Regions from separate parts of the Rattus norvegicus genome. Here region 1 is linked to region 2. A link is a contact called in public Hi-C data. All regions are on one chromosome and are shown on one strand. The core of a region is the stretch at or near the end of the contact, and the rest is flanking DNA. Distances in the headings are between cores, read along the strand shown. Region 1 has its middle 220 kb from the start of Btg1. Region 2 has its middle 66 kb from the start of Btg1.

Evidence for each region. A called contact is a pair of places that touch in the nucleus more often than the background predicts.
Region 1: a Hi-C map of liver shows a contact between it and region 2, with 4 times the contacts expected there. The contact joins two enhancer-like sites. A contact is called at or near these places in 2 of 12 Hi-C or Micro-C datasets (kidney and liver).

The regions. Positions count from the first base shown.
Region 1 is chr7:33,449,241-33,455,807 of GRCr8, forward strand. No RefSeq gene overlaps it. Among named protein-coding and RNA genes, the nearest start is that of Btg1, 220 kb to the left of the region's middle. Within about 2 kb of position 1,646, at least 8 of the 93 cell types and tissues checked have an H3K27ac peak or open chromatin away from gene starts, as enhancers often do. A contact at or near this core is called in liver, where this site is marked.
Region 2 is chr7:33,290,440-33,297,493 of GRCr8, forward strand. No RefSeq gene overlaps it. Among named protein-coding and RNA genes, the nearest start is that of Btg1, 66 kb to the left of the region's middle. Within about 2 kb of position 5,617, at least 5 of the 93 cell types and tissues checked have an H3K27ac peak or open chromatin away from gene starts, as enhancers often do. A contact at or near this core is called in liver, where this site is marked.

The sequences.
Region 1 (6,567 bases), core at 396-2,895, 150 kb after region 2:
GAGGGTCTTCCCAATTCAGTTAACACAATCTAGAAGCTCTCTCATACATAGGCCCAAAACACTATGCTCTAGGTGATTTTAGATCTTGTCAGGTTGACAACCAAAGGGAGGCCAAGTGAGCAGGAAGAGTGAGATCACTTACTCTGTGAACTCTGGTGACAGTGCCTCTAGGAGGACCAGGGGCAGCCACATCTACAAAAACACCAGGGGCACACAGCTACAAAGGCATCTGCAGGAGGACCTAGTTGAAGACTGCCTGAGAGACCAAGGATTGCTGATGTGAACAATGTCAGCTAATTGGAAGCTGCTGTTTATATGAGATGCTTTCTTAGGACCAAAGGGCCCAGGTAGAGGGTATTAAAGGAGCTTGCAGCAGTAGACAGACAAGCTTTTACCTGCTTCTGGAGTCAGTGTCTTTGAATCCGGGCCATCTCACCTCCAACCCCCAAGGGCAGGTAGGGTCAGGCAGCGAGTAGTCCAAAGCACAGACAGCCAGTGCCAAGAATGTTAAAGGATGCCCAATCTTTTCCAGAGGTCAGTCATGAGACTTCACAAAGTAGCAAGACAGACACACGATAGGCAGACATACAGAAGACAGGGGCTAGTGCATACAAGAATAAATGTTCTGCCTTACTGCCAGTCAAGACACACAATCCATCGTGCTACTCTTTTTCCATAGGCAAGATATAGAAAACCCATGTTTCAGTTAGTTGTATGGGTAAAAGACCCACTGGGAGGGCGGCTGAGATCTCGCTTTTAAAAATGCTGCATGAAGCGAGTTTGAAGCTTTTCACTATAAAGAGATGACCAATGTTTGAGAAGACGTGTTTAAACATTACACAACGTATGCACGGATTAATGCACAGTATGGAAACTCATTCCCGAGTGCTATTCTATATTGGATAAAATAAATGTGAAAAAAGTTAAAAGGAAAAAGAAATAGAATACATGCCCCTAGCACATCTGGACTGGTTAATATGACCTTAGATGCAACCGTTGGGCAAACCTCATGAGAAGCTCTACAGGGCATACACTGGGTTTGTTTATTGTAGCAGAACTTATGAGGTGACCTTCTGCTTGAACTAGCAGTAAGCTTTTACTCTGCCATTCTCTCCCCTTCCCTACATTCCATCCAGTAGTGTGCCTCATAGAATTTTCCATTCTTTTCTTCCTTGGTCTGGACCAGCAACATTTGAGAGTCACTATTGCCCTGGCAATGTTCCTCTTTTTGCTCCAAGATTCCTTCAGTCTGTTTGTCTTCTATAATGTGACCAGAGAATAGTATTTTATTAAACTAAATGATACGGTGTAATTTTTCCTGCTTAAAATTGCCATATCAAGACTTTGAGTGGAGAGAGAGAGAGAGAGAGAGAGAGAGAGAGAGAGAGAGAGAGAGAGAGAGCTTGGCTCCTGCCTACCTTCCAATACTTGCGTTTTATTTCTGCTGTCTCACGACCATCTTTGACCTTAAAAGCTAGCATTCCTAACTGGCATTTTCAGGATAGAGGAAGCTGCTGTTTCTAGCTTTTGCTACTTGTAGCTTGCTTTCTCAGTTTTAGACCCCAGACAGCTCTCCTTACTAGCTGTCACCAGATAGACCAAAGTCTCCTCCTACCATTGCAAAAGTTTCAAATGCTGTCATAAATTGGCATGTATCCAGGACACCAGAGTCTAGCCTCTGCTCTAGAAATTTCTTTCCCCACATGGCTCCATTCCAGGGACACTACTATTTTCTCCATTTGGACATTTAGAACAAGCCCTCATTCTAAGCCTCTGCCTTGTGCTCATGGAACACCTCAAGTTAAATTTATATTTTCCTGACTTTGCTTCCTTTTCTGGACTCTGTCTCGTCTCCAAATTGCCAGTGGTTTCTGCTCTTCTCATTTGAGTAGCCACATGATTATGGGAACCTCCAAGGTGGGAGAAGAGCTAGTTATTAAGATGGGGCATGTAAAGTTTGGAACAACTTATTAGTAGCTGGGTGTGGCCCACACAACCTGGCAAGCAGGGAATCACAGCTCTTCAGCTTGAACTCACCCTGCGGAGGAGGCTCCGTTCCCAGCTCTTTAAAGAGCCTGGGCTTCGGTGCCAGCTGTTTTCCTTGTAAAACAGCTGACCAGTTTTGCTTGGTGCAATCAGAGACTTGGGTTCCTTCCCACAAGGGCAAACCGTTGACCCATTTCCGTGAGTACCGCAGAAAAATTTCCACGGGCCCAAGAGAGGTTTTGGGAAACGAGACAGATATCCACTCATTGTCTAAAATGTCAGGTAAGGCTTGTCGTTTTTCACCATTGAAAGGATACGAGTCAGAGGCATTAAGAACATGCCGGAAATTGCAGTGTTATCGCCCCCACTTGTTTCTTTATGCCCAAAGGGAAGTTTATTACTCACTAAGCAATCAGTTCTAACTCCCCCTTCGCCCTCGTTCCTGCAAACCCCTAATCTTGCCATCTTTAGAGATCTGCCTATTCTGAAAATTTCAAATACATTAAACTAAATTCAGTCTCTAACTTTTTGTGCCTGCTTCGTTCCTATGAAGCCTGAGTTCATTTATGTTGTGGCATGAACCCCGCCTCATGCCTTCCTTCCTTTTAATAGTTGAATACTATTCTACTGTGTGGGCAGGCCACATTATTTTTTTTTATATCCATTCATCTGTTGATGTGATTTGCGTAGTTTCCACCTGCAGGTTATTACCCTGAAAGCGCCATTATGGCTGTTGGTACACCAAGTTTTATTTGAACATCTGTTTCCAGTGATTTTTGGTGTGTGCTTAGGGGTGGAATTTGGTGGGTCCCATGGTAAAAAAAAAAATTCCATGTTTAACTTTAGTTGAAACTTGGCTTTTTTTTTTTTTTTTCTTTTCCTCCAGTGTTTCAACGATTTTACATTCTAACCAGGAATAAGCAAGGATAGGTTTGGGCAAATCCTAAGAACAAGTATTTATGTCAATAAGTGACTCATTAAAAGACGTTTACATGATAAGGAAAACATCAACTCAGAATCTTAAAGCGAGATAAAGTTATCCCCTCCTTCTTGGTTGAACAGCCCGAGATGGCTAATTATGAGTCAGTTCTGGAAAGTTCTGAGAGCAGCGTGTCAGGGCATCTACACAGAAGATTATCTGTGTTAAGGTTTTTGAAATAGTCACACGTCAGCTGTTCAGAAATACAGATTCGCACTTTGTGTGGCTGAGTTCTGCTTAGCTCTAGTGACACTGTTTCTGCTGAGGTTGGAAACCTCTTAAACCTGTCATTGAAAGGTAATGTGTTCTTTTCTGGCTTCGATCACAGCAGGGAATTAAAACTTGTAGTTCCTTTCAGAGCTTAAAGTCATTTAAAGTCAAATCAACTATGAGGGTAAGGAGGGAGCTGTTTTGAAGTCCAAACTCCCTCAGCCTCTCGGGGAGTCATTATTATGACATTGGGATGCACATGCTTGGTGGCTATTATTTCTGGGTAACATTTGCCTTTGCTGTATCTGCACAGGCTATATTAGCTAGGCCTTCTGGGATGTTTACATTTTCCAATGATGTTGACAGCCTTATCCAGGCCCTATGAAATCAGATATGGATCCCTTGAGCTTCCCTTTTTCAGATCCTTGGTCTCTTCCTATCCTCAGACCACTTAGCACTGGTTCGAGTGACATGTTCAGGGGATTCCATGGCCCTGCCCAGCACTCCTTAGCCATTAAGTGTCTAAGTCACCAAGTGTCACTGGTCTAGCGCAATACTCCATGCTAATCCTGTCTAGGCTAGAGTTTTAAGCTTTTGAAGCTTAAGTAAAGGTGCGAGTAGGAGATCCTATTGATAGAACGTCAAAGTCACACTAGAGTGTATGTGTTGGCAAGTCAAAAGGAGTCATTGTTCCTTCTAGAAAAGGAAAAGTCCAATGGAGACAACTTACACCGTGAACTAGATCATTGGCCTATGTGTAGTCTTCATCATCAACTCGACAAGATTTGAAATCACCAGACACACCTCTGGGCACGATCTGAGATTCTTTTTGTTTCGAAGAGGTTTAACCAAAATGGAAATCTCCAGCTCTAATTTGAGGAGCACCATTTTAATTAGCTAGTATTATGGTCCTAAACCATCAGGCAAAACCCATGCTTGGGTTTGATCTTAGATGTTTCATTTTTGGCATCCATTGCATTGGTTCTAGGAACCTTCAGCTTTGTACGATTGGATTGACAAGAGCATAGTTCCGGTGCAGAGCTTTGAATGTCACGGTCACTTTGTGCTTCATCGTCAATTGCTTAATCTTTAACAAGTGTAAGTAGGACTCTTAAGCAGTTCTCAGAAAACTGTAAAATTCTCTACCACAGAGAACACGGCCCTGTCTTAGATTTATAAAGCTGAGCTTTCTTCTTGGGCATGTCCCTGTTCCTACCAATCATCTAACAACTTGGGGGTCTGCTGGGGCAAATGGCCCAGATGGCAAGATCATCAACCCACACTGCTGGAAGAGTTGTTTCTTGCCCTGTTGGTCACTCAAGTTTATAATCTACCATGTAATCTACTTTGTGTCAGAAGTCTTCAGATATAGGTTGCCCCAGGAATGTGATATGGACTTGGTGGAAACAGGTCTGTCTCTCAGTTGAGAGGAGTAACTCATCAGGGTGATAGCCAAGGGCCATCAGCTAAGAGCAGTCTTGGCGTCTGAGAGTCGTATCCTGCCATTCCCCTATATTGATGCTCCCAATATGTGAGAGTCCACTGTGATCTCCAAGCAATATAATTTAGATAGGTTAGTGGTCTGTCAACAGAAAGCAGGTATGGTGAAATAACACTGGAGATACACTGAAGCAAAAGATTTCCTAAGAACTTGCCAGAATGTTTTCTCATGACTCGGTCCCTAGAGTGGTACTATTAGGAAATGACAGGCTTCATAAGACTAGACCTCATGGGAGGGTCTTAGGTCACTGGAAACATGTTCTTGAATGGGATTGTGAAACTCCTGTTCTCTTTTCTTTCTTTTGTTTACTGGTTACAAGATAAGCGATTTCTGTACTCCTCCATCCCTTCCTTCCTCCTTTCCTCCCTCACTCCCTCTCTCCCATTGTTATGTAGCAGTTAAATGGAGTACTAAAAGCCATAGATCACCCAACTGTGGAATGTAACCTCTAAACAATGGGCCCAGATAACCTTTGCTCCTTATAATTATCTCAGGTATTTTACTATAGTGACGAAAACCCATCACATCCGTTATTCCATTCATCCAGCATCTTCAGGAAGAATATGAAATAAAGTTGTCTTAGGCAAAAGTCAAAGAGAGAGAAAGAAAAGACAGAAGAAAAGAGTGAATAGATTAGAGAGGCTATCTTTAGCAACCTCTCCTTCAAGCTGCTCTCTCTGAAGGATCTGACTTCAAGTCAGAAAGACATGAGGCTAAAATGGATGGTAGAAAAGAAAACTAGAGAATATGTTAATGTGTGCTTGAACTCCCGTGAACACAGTCACAAGAAAATGCCGTAAGAATGTGTCGTAGACTTCAGTCAAACACCAAAGGGATCGTTGCTGTACGAAGCATATCCCGCACTTACACGTGGAATTTTATGCCTCCTAGAGAGGCCACAGTAATCTGAGCATCGGTTTGTCCACAAACAATGGTGCACACACACAGAGTGCCTTTTCTAAGGGAAAGGAAGACCAACAAGAATACACCAATGACACCCAATCTCACTTTTAAAAAGCAGCGTTAAATATGAACATGGCATCTGGTCTCACAGCCCTGTGACTTTTGTGGTAATCAGTTAGAAACATGCTAAAATTTTACTTTTTTTTTTTTTTTTTAAATACGACACAATGACTTGATTGTCTCCCCGCCCCCCGCCCCCCACCCCCACTTCCCCTTAAGAGATGATTCTCCACCACTTGTCTGGTATGTATTGATTGAAAACAATTTGGAAATGACTCCATCTGTCAATGAAATGCAAACACCTCTGGAGTGAAACCAAGCAGCTGCTTAAGCACTCAGAGCTTCGCCAGACAAAGACACCCTCTTCCCAACACAGGCTCTGTTTACACTGTGCCCAAACAACGGCTCATTCAGGGAAAAATTCATTACTTCCAGGTTGTGTAAACACAATCATTATTTATAAGGAGCTTTATAAGGAGGATAAGATTAACCCTTTCTCAGCAGAGAATCACTAAACACCAGAGGTGGACTCCTATGCAAGCCTGTGCTTTAGTGTGAGTCTGTGCATGCCTGTTTGTGTGTGTGTGTGTGTGTGTGTGTGTGTGTGCTCGCATGCCTTTGCTTGTGCATCACACTTAACTTTTACAATACCTCCAGTTCCCATGAGTTGCAAAAGCAAATACGAAGCCTAGAATTTATGAAACTCCTGTGGGTTTTTGTTTACTTTATTTTCTCAGTTGCCCACTTACAACAAACAGAAATTGGCAAATACTTTTCACATAAAGAAAAGCATAGCTGTGTTATAGCCATTTCTTCATTAAGGGACATTAAGTGACTGAGATCTGAGTCCTGTCTGAGTTTGCAAAGCAATGCTCTAGCTGCCTGCTTATATGTCCTCTATGATGTACAGCATTTCTGTCTCTGAGCC
Region 2 (7,054 bases), core at 4,367-6,866:
ATCTTTGCTCTGTCTCCAATTTATTAGATGTGTGTGTCAGAGACCCTGTGCAAGCTATTTTTTATTCTGCAACTGCATTTCTTTCTGTACCATAGAGGTCAGTGTAGATTCAATGTCCAGATTTGACTTCTGGAAGAATATGAGTGATGTATTTGAGTATTAACAGTGTTTGACATGTAACCATCAATCAATAGGTATACAATATTCTTTATTTTCTCCTATAGTAACCTGTTTGAGGGAGACTTTGATTGTCAAATATCAGAAAGGTTGGGAGAGATCACCTAGATTAGCCTCTCTTGTTCCACAAGTTCTTCGTATTGATTAGGTGTCCTGTGAGACATGGAGACGAATGGGGTAGGAAATGGATGGAAGTGTCCTCCTTGGAAAAAGCAACATGATAACCACTGAGAAGAGCAATAGGCAGATTTGTTTTTTGACATATATTAGAGCTGATAGTTGAAAGCCCTAAGACATCTTGATGTTTGGAGATGCGTTTGCGTATGTGTATGTGTGCGAGCATGCATGCGTGTGTGTGTGTGTGTGTGTGTGTGCGTGTGTGTGTGTGTGTGTGTGTGTGTGTGTGTGTGATTGTAGCCTTGCCTGCTGAAGTAGACTCCTAAGGGATTGTTCAGACTTCATCATTGGCACCTGCTAGAAGGCTTATTAGAGATAATAAGCTAGAAGTTTTAAACTAGAAGGCTTAAAACTTAGAGACAAATCTTTAAGGGCAGTAATTGCAAGATCCATTACTAGCCTGGAAAGAGTATCTGAAACTGGCTTCACTCATAAGCAGAGGCAGCCATTGAAGTGCTCATCAGCGTCCACTGAGGACAACCAGCCACTTGGCAAGTATCCTCTTTCAATAGTATGTACGTTATATCACACGAAGCCCTCCTTACATAGGGTAACAGCAACCAGGAGACTTTCTGGAAGTGTTCAGTGTATTTACTTCTCTTTTTGACAACTCAAGATCCCACATTTTATCCCATACCATGCCTGTGTGATAAGTTTTTCCTGTGACATTGTCACAGTTAGAAAAAAAAAACTTCTACAGTTTTGATGATTGTCTTAGATTCCTGATATGTTTCCGAAGCTTATCCATACGGTGTGCCAATGTGGTCCCATGATCATATTTGAAATTACAAATTGAGAATTATAATTAATAAAAAGTCTTCTAGGAAATTAAGCAAGAGATAGGGAAAATAAATTCTCATTTATTTATAATGAAATTCATTCCTCTTTAATATATTGTATCAGAAGCTGCCATATATAGCTTCAGCTTCCTTTTCTCCAGTGTCCTGGACTCAAAAGCATTCATGTTTTTTTTTCTTTTTCTTTTTTTTTTTTTTTTTTTTGATCTGGGAACTGAACCCAGGGCCTTGTGCTTGCTAGGCAAGCGCTCTACCACTGAGCTAAATCCCCAACCCCAGCATTCATGATTTTTAGGGATAAAATTCTTGACCAGAATTCCCAGCATGGACTGCTGTCCCTAACCTCTCAGATGCTTCCTTTCACTCTATCTCTTTCTTAAATTAATGCTAAGGTGCACTTTTGTGTAGCTCTTTTCCTCAGAATCAAAAAAGTCCCTTCTGGGAAGAAGAGAGAGGCTAATAAGTCTTGGGAAATTAAAGAAATGTATGAATCTCATGGAGTTCGGGAGGTTGTCAAGACTCAGGGAATTCAATAAGGAGCAAGTTCATTGTGCCCCTCCTCAAGTGTGTGTGTGTGTGTGTGTGTGTGTGTGTGTGTGTGTATGTGTGTGTGTATACATATATATGTGTATATATACATATATATGTGTATATATACATACATATATATGTGTATATATACATATACATATATATATGGAGAGAGAGAGAGAGAGAGAGGTGAACAGTGATCCCACTCACCAATGGAGATGCCTGCAAGGAAGTGCTAGAAATCTAGCTTTTGTGAGTTGTCAACCACACTAAGGTGGCTTTATGATGACTCAGCTGCCTGGGAATCCCCAAGCATCAGGTCCCTGAGTCTGTTTGTTGGACTCAAGTGGAGCAGTCTCATTCATTTGTGGTTATACTCTTATTGGGGGTGAACAGAGACATCCTTAGACAGTTCATGTATCTTTGGGAATATCACACAAAAATGCGTCTCTAAATGTTTATCCTCTTGCCTTGTAAGGAATTGACGGCTCCAATCTAGTTTCCAGGTTACTTCCAGGCGGCTAAGCTATTCGCTCTTCTCCAAGAGGACGTAACACCAGTAAAACAAAGCTATCAAACTGGGCTAAGTCAGCTGTTTAAAGACTGTGCAGTGTTATGGTTACATGCAAAAGATCTGCTCAACACTGGGCTCCTCTCAATCATATGTGGGGGAGGGGCTCATGAGGCTCTGTCCTTTCCAGAGGAAATACTGGCCATTATCGGTTGGGGGATTGGGGTATGGGTGTCATTTTTCTTCAGTGGTGTAGACACTGGAAAGTGTCCCAAAGTCTGGTAAATAGCCTTGCATCCATGTTTGTGCAAGCAACCCTAAGTAAACTCCATGGGTTACACAAAACCTAACCCAGAAAGCATGGAAGCAGTGTGTGACAAGGGAAGGGGGAGGGGGAAAGGAAGGGGGAGTTTGTGGTGGAGGGGAGGCTGAGGTGGAAGGTAGGGAGAGGGTAAGAGGGAAATGGTGGTGGAGGGGAGGGGGAAGGTAGGAGGGAGGGGGAGGGTATGGGGGAGGGGGAGGTGAATAGAAGGGGGAGAGGGTGGGGATGGGGAGAAGTAGGGAGCCTTTTTTAGGATGAAGAAGGGTCTCAGTGGGGGATGGATGAGAGAGAGAATAATGGAAGCAGTGAACAAAAATGCATTATATACACATTTGAAATTGTCAAAAAACAAAGAATAAATAAAAGAAACAAAACAAAACAAAACCCCAAACACACAAAGGCCAGGGCTGCATTCAGAAAGTACCTACTGCCAGCAGAATATCGGGATGTAATTAGGTTATTTGATGTTGGCTTTGAACTGAAGTCTTTTGGAAGTAGAATCACCTCCTCCAGGGGTTATGGGCTGTTTAGGCAGAATCTTCATCTCAAGCCCTTGAACTCAGATCCCAGATCAAGCCAACAGTTTTTGTTTTTCAATTAAATTAAATTAAAAAAATTTTTTTTATTTTTTCTATTTGGCCAACAGGAAGAATTAGCCATTTTTTATTTATTTTATTTTATTTTATTTTATTTTATTTTATTTTATTTTAGTGTTGGAAGGTTCTTAAGACTTCTCAAAAATTAGAAAAGTCATGAAAAGCAGAGGGAACCTTGGGCCCCATTTGAATGTTTCTCGTCCTTGCTTTACAGATGCTGTATGAGTAAGGAGCAAGAGATAAGAAAGGTGTGCCCTGGAGCTGACCTTGAGGAAAACTATGTGTATCAGTCTTGTCTTAGGGTTTACTGCTGTAAACAGACACCATGGCCAAGGCAACTCTTACAAGGACATTTAATTGGGGCTGGCCTACAGGGTCAGAGATTCAGTCCTTTATCGTCGGGGCAGGAACATGGCAGCATCCAGGCAGGCATGCTGCAGGAGGAGCTGAGAGTTCTATGTCTTCATCTGGAGGCTGCTAGGAGAATATCGAATTCCAGGCAGCTAGGATGAGGGTCTTAAAGCTCATGCCCACAGTGACACACCTACTCCAAGGCCATACCTACTCCATTAGGACCGCACCTAATCTTTCTACTCCCTGGGCCAAGCATATACAAACCATAACAAGTCTCCTAGGGCTGCCGTAGCAAAAAAACCATAAAGCTTAAACAACAGAAGTCCATCATGGACAACATGCTGGAGGACATCCATCTAAGATTAGCTCAATGGTCAAGGCTGGCAGAGTGTTTCTTCTTAAACCCCATGAGAATCAGAGTCCCATCTTTCCCTTCTGGCTTCTAGTAGTTTGATGCCAATTTTTGGGTTTCTTTGGTTCTTCGATCTGTTTTTCCAATGTCTACGTTCATACTCACTTGGGAATTTTTCTGCACATGTGTAGGTCTTCCTCACCACCAACTCCCAGGATTTGCCGTAATGGCTTCATCTTCAGCTAATCTCTTGCAAAAGTGGTTTATCTAAGTAAAACTAATTCCACAACTTGTAAAGTTAAGGTTATCAACACATTTTAGGCTGGAGCTAGAAAAAGCTATTAGTCTTCCCCCACCCCCCTCTGTACTCAGATGTGAATATGAAGATGGTTTCAGTTTGGTTAGGACTACAGGCCCCAGCATGAAGTTGTCCTTTCTTGGCATTCTCATTGCAGTGTCCTCTGCCATTTTCCTTCACGTGCCTTGCATGTACTGCTTCCACATAAAATTATTACTAAGGTTAGTTTGTTATTTTCACTGTAGTTTTCTAAAAGTAAACAGCTACATACAGGACTTGCAAAAGAAGATCAACAAATGCAACTCTCACTTCAATTATGAGAAATTGATTCAAACCTGACAGTGCTTGTGAGAGTGAGAAAATAGGAGATATTTGAAGTTTTCACTGGTTATTCTAGGATTCTTTCTGACAGTTCCAAAATCTGTCACACACCCTGTCCCCAAAGGGTGATTTCCTAAAAGGCATCCTTACAAAGTCCTGAAGAAGATACCTTAGGTTCTGTGACAAGGCAATAGCTTCCTTTAGGTTCCACTAGTTTTGATTTTAACTGTTAAAAAGTTACACACACACCCACACCCCTCACCCCCATCCCTCTAGTCATATGACTGTTTTAAATGTGCCACCAGCTGTCTGCCAACGAGAGACCCAGAAGAGAAACTGTTACTGGCCTCCCCCCAGAGAGACCTCCTTTATCTCAAAGAACTGAATTGCCAGGTGGAATTGAGTAAACTCTGGGGTTGCAACACAACTGAGGCATAAAGTTCACCATCAACGTAAAACAGCCAAGCCAGTTCTGCTTTTTAATGTCCTCTAAACTGAAGGGACAGAGCAATATAAACAAGGGTGAGGCCACAGCCACGGGGGAGTGAGAGCCATGTTATATTGACAGCTAATGAGTGAACAACAGCTCTGTCATCTTTATGTGCAGGATACTGCCTTGTTTATATGTCCCCAAAGTTTGCTGTGAAATCCCGGCCAGGAAGAGAAAAGTGTGGAAACTGCAAGAGAGGTTGTTTGTTTCTTGCTGGGTTGCGTGATTCACAGGCTAACAGATTGAAAAGAGCTTTGAGGAGAGCAACAAGTTGACACTCCTTGTTTACTTAAGTAAAGATGCTCTAAAATGGGCAAAGTTGAATGGCTTGGGGTTTCAAGTCTAACTTTGTAAAATGGGAGATAGAAACACCTAGATGGTCTGTTAAGATGAACTGTTTCTAACCTGTGTATTTTCCAATGACCTTCTCTCTCCTTTGACCAATGTCACACAGCTTATGTTAGATACAGAGAAGTGATTAGATAATATTTCTTAGTGTCGTGTCTCACTGATGCCCAGCGGAATCTCAGTATACCAGGATAAGAGTCCTTAAGTCTCTCAAATGAATGGACTCTGAGATTTTCCCCCACAGTTAGCTCTTTCAAACCTCCCACCCCCACCCCAGCAGCTTTTACCAGAGCTGCTAATGATTAACCAAAGGAACCGCCTGGATGGAAACTTTTTCAGACCTCTCCAGAGTGAGGCTTGCCAAGAGTAGTGCAGGGGGCAGCCAGAATAAGGAAGAGAAGTGCAAGCCAGGAGTCTGCAAAAAACACACATGTGCAACTGAACGTCTTGGCTCCTGGACAGAAAACGCCTCGAGACACCGAAAGCTCTTTCTCCCTTTGTATATTTACAGATTCAGGATCCAAACTCACAGCACCAGACGATGCTCTGTGTTTCCTCAGTGGTGTTTACTTAATAAGCCTGTCAGTGACTGGCTACAGCCTTGTCTCAATCACTGCCTCTATTTCAGCCATCTTGACCTTCTAAGGGAGACCCACGTAGGGGTTTTGGAAGAGGATGAAGAGAAATCTTTGGGGTGGGGATGGTTGGCTGGGGGCAGCGGTGGTTCATGGTGTTGGAACATAAAACAGTCTGTGCATGGTATTTCTTTATAGATGTTGGCAATCAAAGAATGTTTGAGTTAAGTATGAAGACAGAAGAGAAGCAAGTTACCCATAACTTCTACCTCAAACACTAATGAGAAAAATTTGCTTTGCTATGTGCTGGTTGTGGGAAGAAGGATGGTTGAGTGCCCTTTCATTTACTACTCCCTTCCTCTGATGAAGTTGGGTCAGAGAGAATTGCTGGGTCCCTGGAAAGTCCCCCTGGTTTTTGACAGGACCAGAGTCTACTGTCTTGTTAAAGATAGGTCAGCCCCACCCACTTTTTAGAATAAGAAGTCAAAATACCCTGCTACATACAATGTATTCACATTGATCATTCGATCAACTGACTCCGATCTATCAAATATTAAGAGGTTGTCATGGCCACCCACAAATCCCCAGCTCCTAGCACAGAACAGGAGGGGTTCAGTGGTTTCTTATTGAGCAAATGGATGATAGGCTGGTTTGAAGTTAGTTACCCTTGACTTAGGTGGTTTGCACCAATGTTGGCTGGTTGGATAATATGGCTCCACGTAGGGCAACTGCCTATGCATCACATGCCCCTGTCATGATAAAATGCCTGTCGTAAATACATAGGTTCAGGACAGGGGTGCTTAGCCTGGTGTGCTTGGGCAGAATGTGGAAGGAGGGAGCATGTGATACAGATGGGCAGAGAAAGAGAGAGACAGAGAGAGAGAGACAGAGAGAGAGAGAGACAGAGAGACAGAGACAGAGAGAGACAGAGACAGAGACAGAGAGACAGAGAGAGACAGAGACAGAGACAGACACACAGAGAGAGGCAGATAGAGACAGAGGAACAGAGACACCGAGAGACATACTGTTTCCAAGTAGGCTCCCACCTCTCAGTAAAAGCCATCCTAGTCTGAATCCATCAAGGGTTGGCCCAATCATCAGTTCAGAATCTGATTGTCAACACGGACGCCCCACTCTTGTCCTTTGCTTCCATCCTAGGTGTCATTAAAAAGAAGAAAAGACATGGGAAGCACAAGGGGGACTGC